Regions from separate parts of the Callithrix jacchus genome. Here region 2 is linked to region 1. A link is a contact called in public Hi-C data. All regions are on one chromosome and are shown on one strand. The core of a region is the stretch at or near the end of the contact, and the rest is flanking DNA. Distances in the headings are between cores, read along the strand shown. Region 1 overlaps LOC144578394 (a long non-coding RNA gene). Region 2 holds the start of NAMPT (nicotinamide phosphoribosyltransferase).

The links. Hi-C and Micro-C count contacts between places; a contact is called where the count stands out from the background.
Region 2: a Hi-C map of skeletal muscle shows a contact between it and region 1, with 6 times the contacts expected there. The contact joins the promoter of NAMPT here to the enhancer-like site in region 1. A contact is called at or near these places in 2 of 3 Hi-C or Micro-C datasets (both in skeletal muscle).

What each region holds. Positions count from the first base shown.
Region 1 is chr11:76,572,756-76,580,370 of calJac240_pri, forward strand. All of the region lies in intron 2 of LOC144578394 (a long non-coding RNA gene), which reads left to right. Among named protein-coding and RNA genes, the nearest start is that of SYPL1, 73 kb to the left of the region's middle. Within about 2 kb of position 3,691, at least 5 of the 16 cell types and tissues checked have an H3K27ac peak or open chromatin away from gene starts, as enhancers often do. A contact at or near this core is called in skeletal muscle, where this site is marked.
Region 2 is chr11:76,682,339-76,689,953 of calJac240_pri, forward strand. NAMPT (nicotinamide phosphoribosyltransferase) reads right to left here and starts at 2,706. Exons shown (of 11, transcript XM_078343125.1): 1 at 2,381-2,706. The coding sequence starts at 2,578.

The DNA.
Region 1 (7,615 bases), core at 2,441-4,940:
TAATTTTACAGAAATGCATAGCGTATTTGTGACTGTGTTATACAGGTTTTCCTGCTGTCTTTATTTTTCTTTTTTCTCGTCCTTATTGGATTGGTTATCCCTTCTTTTAGTTCCCCTTGTCCTACCTAAAGAAGCGTTCTTTCCTTTCCAGGTAATCCATGTTAACAACCTACTATATAGCCACCTATATTTTCTCCATATTTCTTATATGCTCATATACAGTAACATGAATGCATATGTGCAGGAATGACATTCAAAATACGTAGCAAATACATGCTGGCTGCAGTATGCACAGTACCATCCAAACACAGTGAATGCTGGCTGAAATATCCAATATGGTTTTATCAGTGGGAGCTGGCTGAGTATCAGCCCTGCACACACATACACATATATGCACTAGAAATTTCTGTCGCTTTGTTTTACAAAAATAGATCACTATTATGAACATTTTTGCCCTTTTAAAAAAATTATTGTTTTCCACACAATAACTCATTCCTTAAATTTCAACTCCAATATGGCTCTTATTCATTCCTTTTAATTGCTGTCTAAAGCCATATTGAATGGGCTAGATGTATCAGTGTTTATTCAACAGTCCTTTATTACTGGCCTTTTTCTTTGTACTGGTGTTTTTATACTGGGAACCATGCTGCAATTCACATTCTTGTGCAAATGTTGATGTGTCCTAGTGTTTTAATCTCAAGAGCAAGTCCCCAGAATGAAACAGGTGGATTGATTAAGCGGTAAATTCTGTTAGATGACATCAGACAGCATTTCAAAGTTCAGGAACGATTGACATCTTTTACCATCAAGATTTAAAGAAGTCCTTTCCCCTACATCCCACCCAGCAATAAGTAAGTGGCTTTCTGACTTTTGCCAGTAAGTATAGTTATATAATGATCGGCATTTCCCAAACTGCTAGTGAGCTGAACACTTTTTCATGTCTTGAGTATTTGGATCTTCTCTCCATGTCTTTGCTCATTTCTTTGTATTTTTTGTATCCTTGTTAATATGTAGAACTTTTTGCATATTGTAGGTATGAATCCTATGTCAACATTAAAATACTTTTCTTTCTTAATCTACTATGTTGTTTTGGCACAGGTTATTACTGCCCTAGCAAAGTGCCGTCATGAGTACAGGAGTGTGCTGCATCCTTCTCATGTCTGTCTTTATAGATCTCTCCCCCTTCCCTCCCTCACTCCCTCCTCCTCCCTTTCCTCCTCTCTCCCATTTCTCTCTCTCTCTCTGTTTTCCTTCTTTTCTGTCTGTCTTCCTCAGGGTCTCCTTTTTTCCACCTCCTGCTCTGTCCACTTCCTTTCATCCACTCCTTACCTCCTTGCTTCTCCAGCTCTGTGGGAATACTCATTTTCAGTGCAGAGAGAACTGCCATTTTCTCCTTGTGTCACTTGTAAAACCAAGTCAGACCCAAGAGGTGTTGCAGGGCAGCCCAGTAAGGGTTTAAAGCAGTGTGTTTTCAAAATCGGCTGAATGTAAGTTCCTTTGGGAAAGTTTTCTTTTTATATGGATCCCTAGATCCATCCTCAGAGATTTTGATTTTGTAGGTCTGGGTTGGTGTCAGTGGATGTTTATTTCAAAATCTATCCAGGTGTTTACACTATTGGGCTGTCTGTGGTTAAGTGCTCGCTTGGGGAAGTTTGACAAGTGCTCCCAGTGGGGGTGGCTTGCTTGGGTGACTGGCAAGACAGGTCGTTGCATTCTTAGATGATTGCCTTCTACAGCCACCCATGTCAGCACAAGACAGCAGGAGGGGTTCCAGTGGAGTAGAGACAGTGGTGAAGTCATGGTCTACAGGCCTGATTCTGCATCTCAAATGGCAGCCTTGCTTGAATGCAGCTGCAGTGTGGCAAATGGGCACAGGGGGGCAGTGTGGCCCCACGTGGCTCTGAAGCCCTCTGATTCTGCAAGAGGGCTGACCTGGGCTAGGACCCACGCTCCAGGGAAGCTGTGAGCTGTGAAGGGCTCTCCCACTGCCTTCTTCCCGTCCCGCTCTTAGTCCCTGTCCCACAGAACCTGGATTTCTGATGATTTTTCACCTGCCATTTACTGAGCATGAATTATCTCATGTTGAACACTGTCCTGGGTTATTTCATTTAATCTTCATAACAGTCCAAGAAAGGCATGTGGTTGCCTTCCTACCACAGAGGAAGCTGCAGTTTGGGGAAGTCCATTAGTTTCCTAGTGGTCGCAGAGCCAGGATTTAGACTGAAGCTTGTCTGACTCCAACCCAAGTTGAGTGGAATTCTTTGCATTCATTCATAACTGCTGCTTAATACAAGTAACAGCTAGTTGATTCTGAACATATTAACAGGTGCTAATTTCCCAGTTAATTTGTTCATGTATGCTGATGATTTCCCCTTCCTTCCTCCTTTAAAGGAACCAGTAAGAATAACTGAGTTAGCTAAGAAATCTCAAAGCCAGAGGTCTGTTTGGATTGTAACAGAAGACTCTAAAGAAACAATGAAATAGCTGGTGGTGAAATGATGGGCATGGGGTTGCCTACTCCACTCACCTAGGCCAGGGTATCACACTGAGAGTCTGCAGACCAAATGCAGGAGTTTATTTAGCTAACATGATCTTATTTAAAAATCTTCCAGTGGCTTTGTTATGTATTTATTTAGAGACAGAGTCTCCCTCTGTCGCCCAGGCTATTCCAGTGGTTTTAGATGAGACATCTGCTCTGCAGTTTATTAGAATCCCACCTTCCCCTTTCTGTACATCTTTCTGCCTTGCTTGTTGATGCTACCTGCCTGGCATCTGTGGACAGCAGTGCTGGGCTGACGGGTCCTGTCATGCTTCTGCAAGATGAGAACCAGCTTTGGGCCCCGCTCCATCTCTTTCCCTTGCTCCACTTCCCTCCCAGGTGCCATCGTCAGTCCGCACACCTGTGATGGGTGCATCAGTCCATCTGCTCTGCTGCTTCTAGCACCCAGCTCAGTCCCAGGTTCGCCAGGGCTAAATTTAACCTGCAGCTGCTTCATCAGATGCTTGGGTATTTTCAGCCCTAGGAGCCTCGGGTGGTTGAGCTGGAAGTAGCTGAGGGCTGCTAGCCAGGGCTTACATCCAGTGTTGTGGATTGAAATTAGCATCCAGGTTGGTCCAAGGTCTTGGCTGCCCCCTCACCGCGCTTCCTTTTTTCTTAGCTGAAGATGAGGAGAAGAGAGAGAAGGCAAGAACTGATAGGGAATAAGACAATACAGAGTAGACCCTGGGATCCCTCTGAATTTGCTCCATCATTCCTCCCTGCTCCACAGCCAGGAACGCCCCTCTGGTTGGTGGCCTAGCGGACACAGATGAGGGTACAGTCTGCATCAGACAGCGAAGGGCTGCCAGCTGGCCTGTTCTCTCTGGAGCCATTGTTTTGGGGAGCTGCCAGCCTTGCTCCAAGCTCCAGCGTTCTTCATGTGTCATCCAGTGTCCTTTCCTGACCTGGGTATGGATGGACAGGACTATGTTCCCCAAAGCCGTGGCACATGACCACTGAAAGTTCCCTGCTGACGTGTGCTGTGGAGTCGATAGTCCCTCTGGCCAAGGAAGCAGATGTATGTGCAAGACCGCAGGCTGTCAGTGGCATTTACAAAGAGAAGAGGAAAGTGGGTCCAGAGATGGGGTGGGTAGCATTGAGGGGAGGGCAGGAGAGGAGATGTGGAGGGGGGTTGTAGTCCCTAGGTCTGGGGACCCTGGGGTGGAGGAGGGGCCTGCCTGGGCATGAACTATCCTGCCTATCCTCAGCTGATGCCCTTGGCAACAGACTGCCAGATGTCATCAAACCTCCTGTGAAGCCAAGAGAAGTAGGGTCCTCCCTCTTTCCCTAAATCCTACATGTCCAAGGCAGGAGATGTTCCCCTGACTACTCCTTTAGTAGGTGCCCAGCGGGTGGCGCCTTTCGCCCACAACTCCAACTCTAGAAGGGCTGCAGGGATCCTTTGTTTGGATCTGCTCATGTTACAGACAGGCAAGCTGCAGCCCTCAGAGGTTGTGAGTTTCACGACTGGTCCCTGACCTCCTGTTATGAGTCCTCAGTACCTTTCTCTCCAATATTCACAATACCTAACAATCAGGATTCTGTACCAGGCACTATTTCATTTTATTTTTTTTGACACAGGGCCTCACTTTGTCACCCAGGCTGAGTGTGGTGGCACGATCACGGCTCACTGCAGCCCCAACTTCCCTGGGCTCAATCAATCCTCCTGCCTCAGTCTCCTGGGTAGCTGGGACTACAGGCACATACCACCATACCTGGCTAATTTTCTATTTTTTTTTTTGGTAGAGGTGAGTTTCCACTATGTTGACCAGGGTGGGCTCCAACTCCTGGGCACAATTGATCCATGCCTTGACCTCCCAGCGTGCTGAAATTACAGGTGTGAGCCACTGTGCTGGGCCCACCAGGTGCTATTTTAAACAATTCTCAGGTATTAACTAATTTAGACCTTGCACCTACCTTGTGTGAGGTAGGCACTGTTATCATCCCCATTTCACAGGTGAGGACACTGAGACTCAGAGAGGTAAGTGACTTGCCCAAGGTCATGCAGAAATTGGAGCTGGGTGTTCTGGCTGCAGAGCCCAGGCTCCTCGCCACTGCACATACTGCCTCTCACAGGACCTCCCAGGACTGCCTGTCTCATGTATCTCCTGCACCAGTTTGTAAACTACTTGAAAAGGATTGTTTTAGTCCCCCCTTGGATCCCCAGATTAGGCCAGAGCTCAGCACAGTGGAAGTTCAAGCAAACATTGGTTGAATGAGTGTATGAATGAATGGAAGAAGAAAAGCAATGGTCAAACCTTCGTTCCTCACCCTGTATTTCTTGGAACTGTTGTCTCCTGAGTATAGGGTGGGATATTTTGGCCTCTGGGGAGAACCTGGCTGGGTAAGAAAGCAGCTCTTCCCTGGGAGGGACCCTCCTGGCTTCTCACCCCGCCTGTGTGGCTGTGAAGCAGGAGTACTGCATGTTTTCTACTGCAGAGCAAACACCAGGGTTGATTGTTTTGGCAACTGTCCTGTAGATGAGGTGCATGTGCACGCGGAGCATCCAGCTGACTCCTGTGACTGTGGCAACAGCCTGACCTCCGTGTGGGGCCAGAGGCCGGGAAGGCAGCAAAGGCTCCCTCTTCTGTGCCTCAGCTGCAGTATTACTGAGGCTCAGACTCACATAGGTCTCTCAGTATCCAGTTTTCTGAGGCCAATGCAGGGGTGGGGACCCAGTGGGGATGGGGTGTTGGGGTGGGGCAAAGGGTGCCAAGTAGATGGGGCTTGCCTTGAGCTCCAGTAATTATACTGAGAGTCGGAGATTTTCATGCAGCTTTATTGGGGTGTGGACTGGGGAAATTCCCTTGGGGAGTCAGGGCGGCTCTTCAGAATGGTCCTGAATTGAGGCAGGGGGTTGAGCTTTCATCCATCAGTCATGGGGACAGAGTGGCTGCCTCAGGGATGGGAGCAGACCTTGGGCAAGCAGCTTCTTAAGTAGAAGCGGCACTTCTAGAAAGGAGGATTTGTGAGCCATCAGTGAGCAACACTCAGGCCAGCCTTGTGCCTCATGCCTGTAATCCCAGCACTTTGGGAGGTGGAGGAGGGAGGATTGCTTGAGCCCAGGAATTCGAGGCTGTGATTAGCTGTGATTGCCCCACTACACTACAGCCTGGGCAGCAGAGTGAGATGCTGTTTCTAATAAATAGATAAGCAACACTCCCCATTGTTGGGCAATGAGGTGCTAAGTCTTAAGGATCTGGGGAGTTACCACGACATCCACTGCCAGACACGCCCACCAGGAAGATGGCGAGAGAAACAACCATGGCTTCAGCCGGAGTCTCTTGTCATCTTCCAGGTGAATGTGTCTGGCAATGGATGTCGTGGTGATGGCAAGAGAAACAGCCGCGGGCTGAAGCCATGCTGAGAAGCAGCAACAACAGGAGAAACAATGGTTCTGAGTGGCAGAATCACCACTCAGCAGCAGCACCTCCTGTGATGTGTTAGAAATACACATTCTCAGCCCCATATCAGATCTGGTCAGCAATGCAGGAGAAGGGGCCCGGGAATCTGTATCTTAACAAGCCCTCAAGATGATTCTGATGCACATGAAAGTTTGAGAACCACAGATCTAGACTGTCCCATTGGCAGGACTGATTGAAGACTTCAAAGAGTATTTATTGAGTTCATATATCTTGTAGAATGTGGCATTCAAGGCACGTTGCAGATTGAATACAACCCTTGTCTCCTCCTTCCTTATCCTGACGGAAACTCTGGACCAAGTGTGAGAACCTTAAAGAGCAGCAAAGTACACGGAGCCAATCATTGCATTGGCCCAAATCCTACATCTATAGGAAAAGGGAACAGAAGATATGTTTTTATCCAAGATTTGACACATCTGTTGGCCTCCAATTATCAGCAAAATAAGACATTAAACTAGTACTCTTCAATCTTTTTCTAAGTTGTAATATACTAATAACTGATGGGTTAAATTACAAATCACGGTCTGTCCCCAAAGACTCTCAATACACATAATTATTTAGAAGCAACAATTAGCCTTGGGAATGAATGATTAAAACCAACACAATGTATCACTAAACTATGTCCTTGAAGCAAGTAGTGGTGTTTGAAGAACCTCCCAGTGGGACCAAACCCTTGTGAAAATTCATTTATGTAGGCTCATTAAAAAACCAGCATAGGCCCTCTTTTGGACCACCATTTATATAAAACCATGTTAGTAAGTATGTTAAGTTTTAACTCCTATCTATTCAAGACAAATGGTTGATTAATTAGATTTTAATTTTTTGGAATCAGAAGCTGACACTCAGATCATCTCTTCTGGCTGTTTTAATTAACATGCTTCCACTCCCCCTTTCTGTGTGCTTGCATGGTATCAGGAGCCCGCTCCTTTATTTTTGGCGTCTTAAAATAGCTTTGTTTTAGGTTTCTTTTTTGCATACAGTACATAGCTGAATTTGTTTTTAAGCCAACCTGACAGTCTCTTCTTTAATGGGTTAATTCAGTTTGTTTATATTTAGTGACAACTGTTAATACAGTTGACCCTTGAACAACATGCGTATGATCTGGGAGAGTCTACTAATATGCAGATTTTTTTCAACCAAACTCGGGTTGAAAATACAGTACTCTCTGGATGTGAAACCCACTTTAACAGAGGGCTGACTTTTCACATAGGCAGGAGCTACAGGGCCAACTTCAGGACTTGGGAATGAATGGATTTGGGCATCTGTCGGGTCCTGGAACCAAACCCCCAAATGTAACAAAGGATGACTATACTTACTTTCCTTCCGCCAATTTAAGTATGGTTATTGTTTTTTTATTTAATTAATTTATTTATTTATTTTGAGACAGTCTCGCTCTGTCACCCAGGCTGGAGTGCAGTGGCGCCATCTCAGCTCACTGCAACCTCTGCCTCCCAGGTTCAAGCAATTCTCCTGCCTCAGCCTCCCGAGTAGCTGAGACTACAGGCGCCTGCCACCATGCCTGGCTAATTTTTGTATTTTTAGTAGAGATGGGGTTTTGCCATGTTGGACAGGCTGGTCTTGAACTCCTGACCTCAGGTGATGCATTTGTGTTGTCCTCCCAAAATGTTGGGATTACAGGCATGAGCCACGGTAC
Region 2 (7,615 bases), core at 1,456-3,955, 110 kb after region 1:
AAATGCTCCTTTGGTCCAAAATGACCTGGACTCTCTTCACAGGATACAAGACAAAACAAAATTCCCATTGTCATGTGCTTAGCTACCATACCATCTACTTGCAAAATAACTTTTGCAGTGCTTAGGAAATCAAGTATTCTTTCTTCAGTTTTAGAAAAATCAAAAATACTTTGCTCTCTTCATCAACACATCTAAAACTACCCCTCCTTTGACCAATAGTTTGTAAGCACTAATGAGGATATGTAACATTCTCACATAATTTTTAAGTAAAAGTTTCATTACTTTAACCTAAAGATTATGATTTTTGTCCTTTTTCCTAAGATAAAAAGACAAAAATGTAAAATAGGTTATAAGGACCCCTAAAAACGTAAGGGAAATGAAACTTAAAAGACTTAAATGTGGGCCGGGCGCGGTGGCTCACGCCTATAATCCCAGCACTTTGGGAGGCCGAGGCGGGTGGATACCGAGGTCAAGAGATTGAGACCATCCTGGTCAACAAGGTGAAACCCCGTCTCTATTAAAAATAGAAAAGTTAGCTGGGCACGGTGGTGGGCGCCTGTAGTCCCAGCTACTCGGGAGGCTGAGGCAGGAGAATTGCTTGAACCCAGAAGGTGGAGATTGAGATGAGCCGAGATCATGCCATTGCACTCCAGTCTGGGTAACAACAGCGAAATTTCGTCTCAAAAAAAAAAAAAAAAGACTTAAATGTGACGTGGAATATACAATCTACTGTAGCATACTGTAGTAAGCCACTGGTATAAAACATATCAACTTGATTGAATCCTCTAGAGGTGACTTTTGGGGAAAAAAAATGAAAAATCTAAGATGAAAATCTCCTGAAGTTTCTTATTATAAAAGGGATAAAACACACCAGCCTGACTTGAAAATCAACAGAAGTAAACTTTATTAAATAGGTGCAAATTCTAATAGTGCAATTAGGTATGGCTCACCAGATTACAAAACTTTAAGGTAATTCACTATTCTAACTAAAAGCACCCCAGAAAACTGATGTTAAAAGTACATTCCTTATGTATAATGATTAGAGGAAATGCAAACTACAGGAAATTACACTCCTCTGTTTTTCAAATTTAGACTAATTAACCTCCCTTTACATTTGGCTAACATGTAAAAAGAAAAAAATCTGAAAATTATTTTAGATTAAGAAAAAAATTCTACAAAACTATCAATGAAACTATTCTAAAATCTATTTAAAATTCTGAAAACACTATGATTGAACCAAGAGAACACAAGAGGTGGTTTCAGAACCAAGTAAAGGACCATACTTAAGGTATTATGAAGTTTACTTGACAATACTATCAAGAATCATACTTGATAGTGTTCGGATTTTGCAATACTTTAAAAGTGTGTCTAAAAAATAACATGCTGATAAATCTTGGCTCGATTTAAATAACCTATCTAAATATCATAAACAGCATCTTAAGCTGAGTGGAAAGAAACAGACAAAATAAAACTTAAGTAAAATGGGATTCTCTAAAACACTTTTTTGGAATATCGGAGGAGGGCTAAAAACAAAGGAAAAAAAGAACCAAAACAAAAACATGAGAGTACTATGTTTTACCACCGTATTCCAAATCACCATGTTGCTCAAGAAGTAAAATTTACTTTACCTCTTCCCTTTACTACTATGTGCTTCATATCAACAGAATGTGGCAGCTACCCATGCAAGTGTTCAAAGGGCATGTGAACGCAACGTTGTGCTATTTCCCTCTAGACCAGTTCTCCAGGGTTAAAATACAGTTCCTTTAAATCCTCGTGTTTCACTTTCCTTTTCACAGAAATCCTGTAGTTACCCTAAGGCACTAAGAGCAGATGGGCTTCTATACCAAGGGGTAAGAAGCACAAGCAACCACTAGGTGCAAAGGAGTTTGAAACCGAGCCCGGTGGAGTGGAAAGGGGTATTCAGCACGGATACAGGGGCCACGCGAATGTTCTTCGCGGCGGGATCGCAGACAGAGGACCGCGGCTGCTGCGGCACCCGCGTCAGGACTTCTCCCACCAAGCCCCCTGGAAGATACTTACCTGCACAGCGAGGGGCGAGCGCGCCGGGCTGGCTCGGCGGGGAAAGCCCCGCTCGCTCGCTCGCTCTCCACCGCGGGCCCCTGGGGCCGTTACCTAACCGGTCCCAGCTCCAGGCCAAGAGGCCGCGCTTCAGGGGAGGGCGTGCGCTCGGCGGAGACGCCCAAGCCTGGAGCCGGGAGCCCTGAGCCCCCGAGCCCCCGAGCCCCGGAGCCCGGGAGTCCGCAGGGGCCCGCCTCAAACCCCGCCGCGCCCCCGCCGCCGCGCGCCCCCAGGCCCCGCCTCCGCCGCCCAGCCCTCCATCCTCTCCAGCCACCTCCTGCTCACTGCGGTGCCGCCTCACCTGCCCCAGTCGCCGCCGCCGCCGCCGCCCGGGCCTCCCCACGCCGCGACTCCAGCCCCAGCCGCCCTCGCCCCCGCCCCCCAGCCCCGCGCTCTCGCCCAGCGCGCCCCGCTCTTCACCTGCCCCCGCCCCGAGCGTTACCTTGTAGGAGTCGGTGGCCAGGAGGATGTTGAACTCGGCTTCTGCCGCAGCATTCATCTCGGGCCGGAGGGCAGGGGCCGCGCGCCGCGAGCTCCCCGGCGCGGCTGCGAGGAAGGAGAAAAATGGGCTTCACCGCGCTCCGTTGCTTAAGCCACCGCTCGGTCGGAGGAGGAGGGGGAGAGGAGGGAGAAACAGAGAGAGGGGAGGGGTCAGAGGAGGGCGGGTCCGGGAGCCGTGACGCGGCGTGGGTGACGGCGGCTCGCGTGCTAGCAGTCTGGGAGCTCTGGCGGCCTCCCCACCTCGGCTCCCCCGCCCTCACCCCGTCACCCTCTCGGGTCGAGAGGGGGCGGGACGCGGCCGCGCGTGCGCAGTGCGCAGGGGGCGGGGCGGGGAGGAGGACGTGAGGCACGCGCTTTTCCTCCGAGACGCCAGCCCGGGGAAGCTGGAGGCTGCGGGGCAGCCCCGGCGCGTGACCCGGGCGCTTGCCTAAGTTCCAGTTGCCGGCCCAACGCGGGAGGGCGGGGCCTGGAAGGGGCGTTCCTAACCTCGCCCCACCCGCGAGTAGCCGGTTCGTCAGCCCCGGCTGGGACCTTCTGTCCTACCCAGTCCTGGCCGGTTTTCTGAGTGCTCCTGAAGTCACGCCACCCGGCTAGGGAGCGAGGAGTCTTCCGCTGCCCATCTCCCCATTCACCACGAGCAGTTACTCACCTTTGTCTCCGGCCTGGATTAAGGATCCGGCCTTTCGCCTCCATCCCACTTGTCCCTCCTGATCCTCCTGACCCTGTCTTTAAAATCCCAGGAGCTGCCTTTAGGAGTGAGGCTGATGGGGCCCTTTCATCTGACGCAGCGACTCCGCGTTCCTCTGGCGGCTCCGTCTACGGCTGAGCTCTTTGATCCTTTAAGGGATGGTTTGACTTTCCCCGAGCAAAGAGCCTGCGTTGAAAGGCGGGGGTTGAATTCAGTCTTCACAAATAATGGGGGGACAAGACCTAATTGAACCAACCGAGTATTGCCGGGAAGGAAAAGGCAACGGGCCAAGTCTTTGACAGGGTGTGAAACTGACTTTTATCATCGTTATAGTCTTTAAATCCTGGGAAACGAATCGGCAACCCCCAAATAAAGAAGTGTAATGACGTCTGATGACTTCACCCAAATACAGACCATTCCAAGAAAGACAAGCAGTTCTCATGCACGGTTGCGTTTTCGCATAAAGCTAAGATTCTCTTTGTCCTCGTGTTTAAGCGCCTAAAATAAATTGAAGTTTTATCGGATACAAGTAACCAGGAAAAAGTGATATACTGAAAACAATTACAGGATTTTTATAGATTGTTTTTCAGGTTACTAGCAGTCTAATTCTCTCTGCGGCCAGTGATGGTGGTGGCGGTGGTACTGGAACTTGTGAATTGAAATTCATCTCGAAACTGGAGGCATGGCTGAGACTTCAGATAAAGACAACTCCAGTCCGCACTATGTCTTGAAGTCGGCACATATTTTTGCAGTCACCTCCATCTACATGTGGATACAATAAAGGGCAAATATGGAAGTGGGAGGTATCTCCAGGCACTCACTAATGTAGTAAATAGTAATACAATTAGATTATTTTCAGCAAAAAACAAGAGGGTTTTTTTTTTTTTTTTTTTTGGTTGATCATCCCTGTGTTTACTGGGGAAAATAATTTTTTAACGCATTTAAACAAATTATTTTTGAATATTTGATTTTGGGAGTCTTTTTTTAATATTAGTTGTAAGAGTACAGTTCAAAGAAGGCAAAAGATCATTTTTGTCCTTAAGTTTGTGCTTTTTTCTTCATTTAAAATTTATATAACCTACTTCATTTACAGTACAAATTCTTATTTGTTTAGCTTATTGTATCTGTAACTGACCATTGTTCTATGCTGCTTTATGCAGAAAAGAAAGTAGGATTCTGATTACAATGTGGGCTTTATGGTAGTATTTTAAGATGCAAAATTTGATCTTGTAATCTTTGAGTTGAATTTGCAGTTTTAAAATAAAAAGGTCTTATATAAGTGCAAGTGAAAATATTGTCGTATTGACATTACTTGTTAAAGAGTGAGGCCTGCACAAGTATTAGTGATGTGAATCCTCACAGCAGTCTCCAGAGGAAAAGATGACAATAGGACAACCACCATTTGCCTGAGATAGAAGTAGGCACATTCTCTATGGAGCTACATGCTTAAGCTGGTCCAATTCAGAGTTAACTGGGGTTTAAACCTATGAAATTATCACTGAAAACAGAGCCAAGATTTCATCTTGGAACGGCCTCCCCTGAAAGACAGTTTAAGAGCTAGCATTTAAAGCTGGGCCCGGTGGCTCATGCCTGTAATCCCAGCTCTCTGGGAGGCTGAGGCAGACTGATTGTTTGAGCCCATGAGTTTGAGACCAGCCTGGGCAACATGGTAAAAACTCGTCTCTACAAGAAACACAAGAAGTATCCAGGCTTGGTGGCGTGTGCCTGTAGTCTCAGATTCTCTGGAGTGAGGGTGAGGTGGAAGGATTACCTGAGCCTGACAATCCTTTGACCAAAGGATCTGAGAAACTGTTTTTCATAAGTCACAACATGACAAGTACTAACACATAGACTCAAATGGGCCCCCTCACTTGATTCAAAGCCCTGGATTATTCTACCATTCCTACCAATAGCCAATTAGTCACTGCCAATTGAGCATAGAGCTCCTTATCTCTCTCCTTAGAGTACTATGAAAGACCTAGGGCTCATACATTTATTCAGGCAAAGTGAGTGTATCTATGCCTCTCCTGTTGCCACACACCCTTGGAAACATCCTCGGCTGCACCTTTATATTTGAGTTGCCTCAGATACTCCAATCTGACCTGATTCAACCTCAGTAAAAATCAATGGCAAAGTAGGTAGGAGCTCACCTGCCTGCAACCCCTGACCATGGTCCTATCCATCTTCGTTTATAACCTCCTCTAGAGCCGCCAATTAGCAACAATTGTCACAAACACAAATGTAAAAAGGGAGCTTTTAAAAATCAAACTTGGACTTTTTTTCTTATTTAATCTTCCAAGGCCCTTTGGGAACCTCCCAGAGTTCTAGTTTCCTAGGCAAAGTCCTCAACTACAGAAAGACATGCTCTTCATAGATCAGTAATTTATTGGTGCTACACTCTATAATGACTCAGTCGGCTAAGCCTGTACAACCACACAAAGAGATGTGCAGCAAACTATGGAGTCCTCATCTAAATGTATGAAAGTGATAGAGCAACTGTCATCCACACTCAGTGAGAATGAGTGCACATATATAGACTCACCACAGATATTCCACTGCAAAATGTAATTATACCCTTTCTATGGTCTGTGGTCTCACTCTGCTGCACTCTCCTAACCGGCAATGCTGAGTCGATCATCTATCTGATGTGAAACTGTCTTCAAATCTCACACAGGACGTCTATCACATCTATGTTTGCTGCATGTCAACTCTCAATTTTCCCATCTATTAGTTGTGTTTTTTGTTTTCCATTTTATTCAAACACATTTTTCTGATTCTAACCAAATTCAATGGGAAATAAAGATAAGCAAAAATAAAAGGTTAAATTCACCTCTAAAAATAAGGTTAATGTGCACATTATGATGCTGCATGTGGGGATTCAGAAGTCATCATTACTTATGACTTTTGCTAAAGGCCACTTATTTAAGATTGACTAGCCAAATCAATGACTGGGAGAATAAGACCACTCGAAGTATATAAGAATATCAAGAACTTTGAATTCAGTGTTTTCCTAAGTGAGGTCTGCTTATCACTGATGTACATGAAATAACATCAAAATAAAATAAAAGTATAATAAATAATATACACTATAAATATGATATAACTAATACAAATATTAAAAAATGCAAATTTAAAAAATCAAATCATAAATGGTACCAATATACATCATGTTTTTGTTTTTAATAATTATGTATTTATTTATTTATTTATTTTTTTAGATGGAGTCTCACTCTGTCACCCAGGCTGGAGTTCTGTGGCGCAATCTCAGCTCACTGCAACCTCTACCTCCCGGGTTCAAGCTATTCTCATGCCTCAAACTCCTGAGTAGCTGGGACTACAGGCACATACCACTATGCCCAGCTAACTTTTATATTTTTCATAGAGAAGGGGTTTCACCATGTTGGCAAGGCTGATCTGGAACTGCTGACCTCAAGTGATCTCCCGCCTTGGACTCCCAAATGCTGGGATTACAGGCATGAGCCCTGGCCTCTGGCCTCTAATGAGTATTTAAAAATGTAACTAGCAAATAAAACCTGTTTTTTTGGGGGGGAGTGGTATAACTACTTAGGAGGTGAGCACTCAGACTGGTGAACTTTACTATTTCTTTTTCTTACCTTTCCCTAACCTACATGCTATTTACACATCCTCCATATAAGACTGGTTTTATTGAAAAAACTGAACATGAAAGGTTATATACTGTCTGATTCCATCTACTTGAAATTCACTATAGGCAAAGCTATAGTGAAAGAGAGCAGATTAGTGGTTGTCAGAGACTGGAGTTAAGAGAAGCAGAATAACTGCAAAGAGGTCTGAGGAAACTTTTTGGAGTGATAAGAATGATATATGTGGTTATACAACTATATATGTTTGTCAAAATTCATTGAATTCTAAACTTAAAATTGGTAAATGGCATATAAATTAGATCTTAATAAAACTGAACTAAAAAACACTGATTTTCTTGTAACCCTTTAAAATATTTTCCCTTCTCCCATTTTCTTTCCTTCTGTTTCCATTCTCACCTTCTGTTGCTACCATGTTGCTTTACATGACAGGGATGAGCACCACTTTCACCCTCCTCCAAGGAAGGATAATTCTCAAAGTTGCTGAATGTTTTTAGATGCCAAAAGGAATCTGAAAACTCCTGCTATTGAGTAGGAAGCAGAATAGGGAACAATTTCAACATGATTCAACTCGAGGAATGCATGAACACCTAGTACCCAGAGAGTACCGTACAGAGAAGTACTGGAGGACTTTAAAAAGAAACGTTATATTTTCCTCAGCTCTTTTTTCCAATCAGGTTAGAAATGACTGGGATCTGGAGTGAGGAGTGGGAGACACAATAGTATA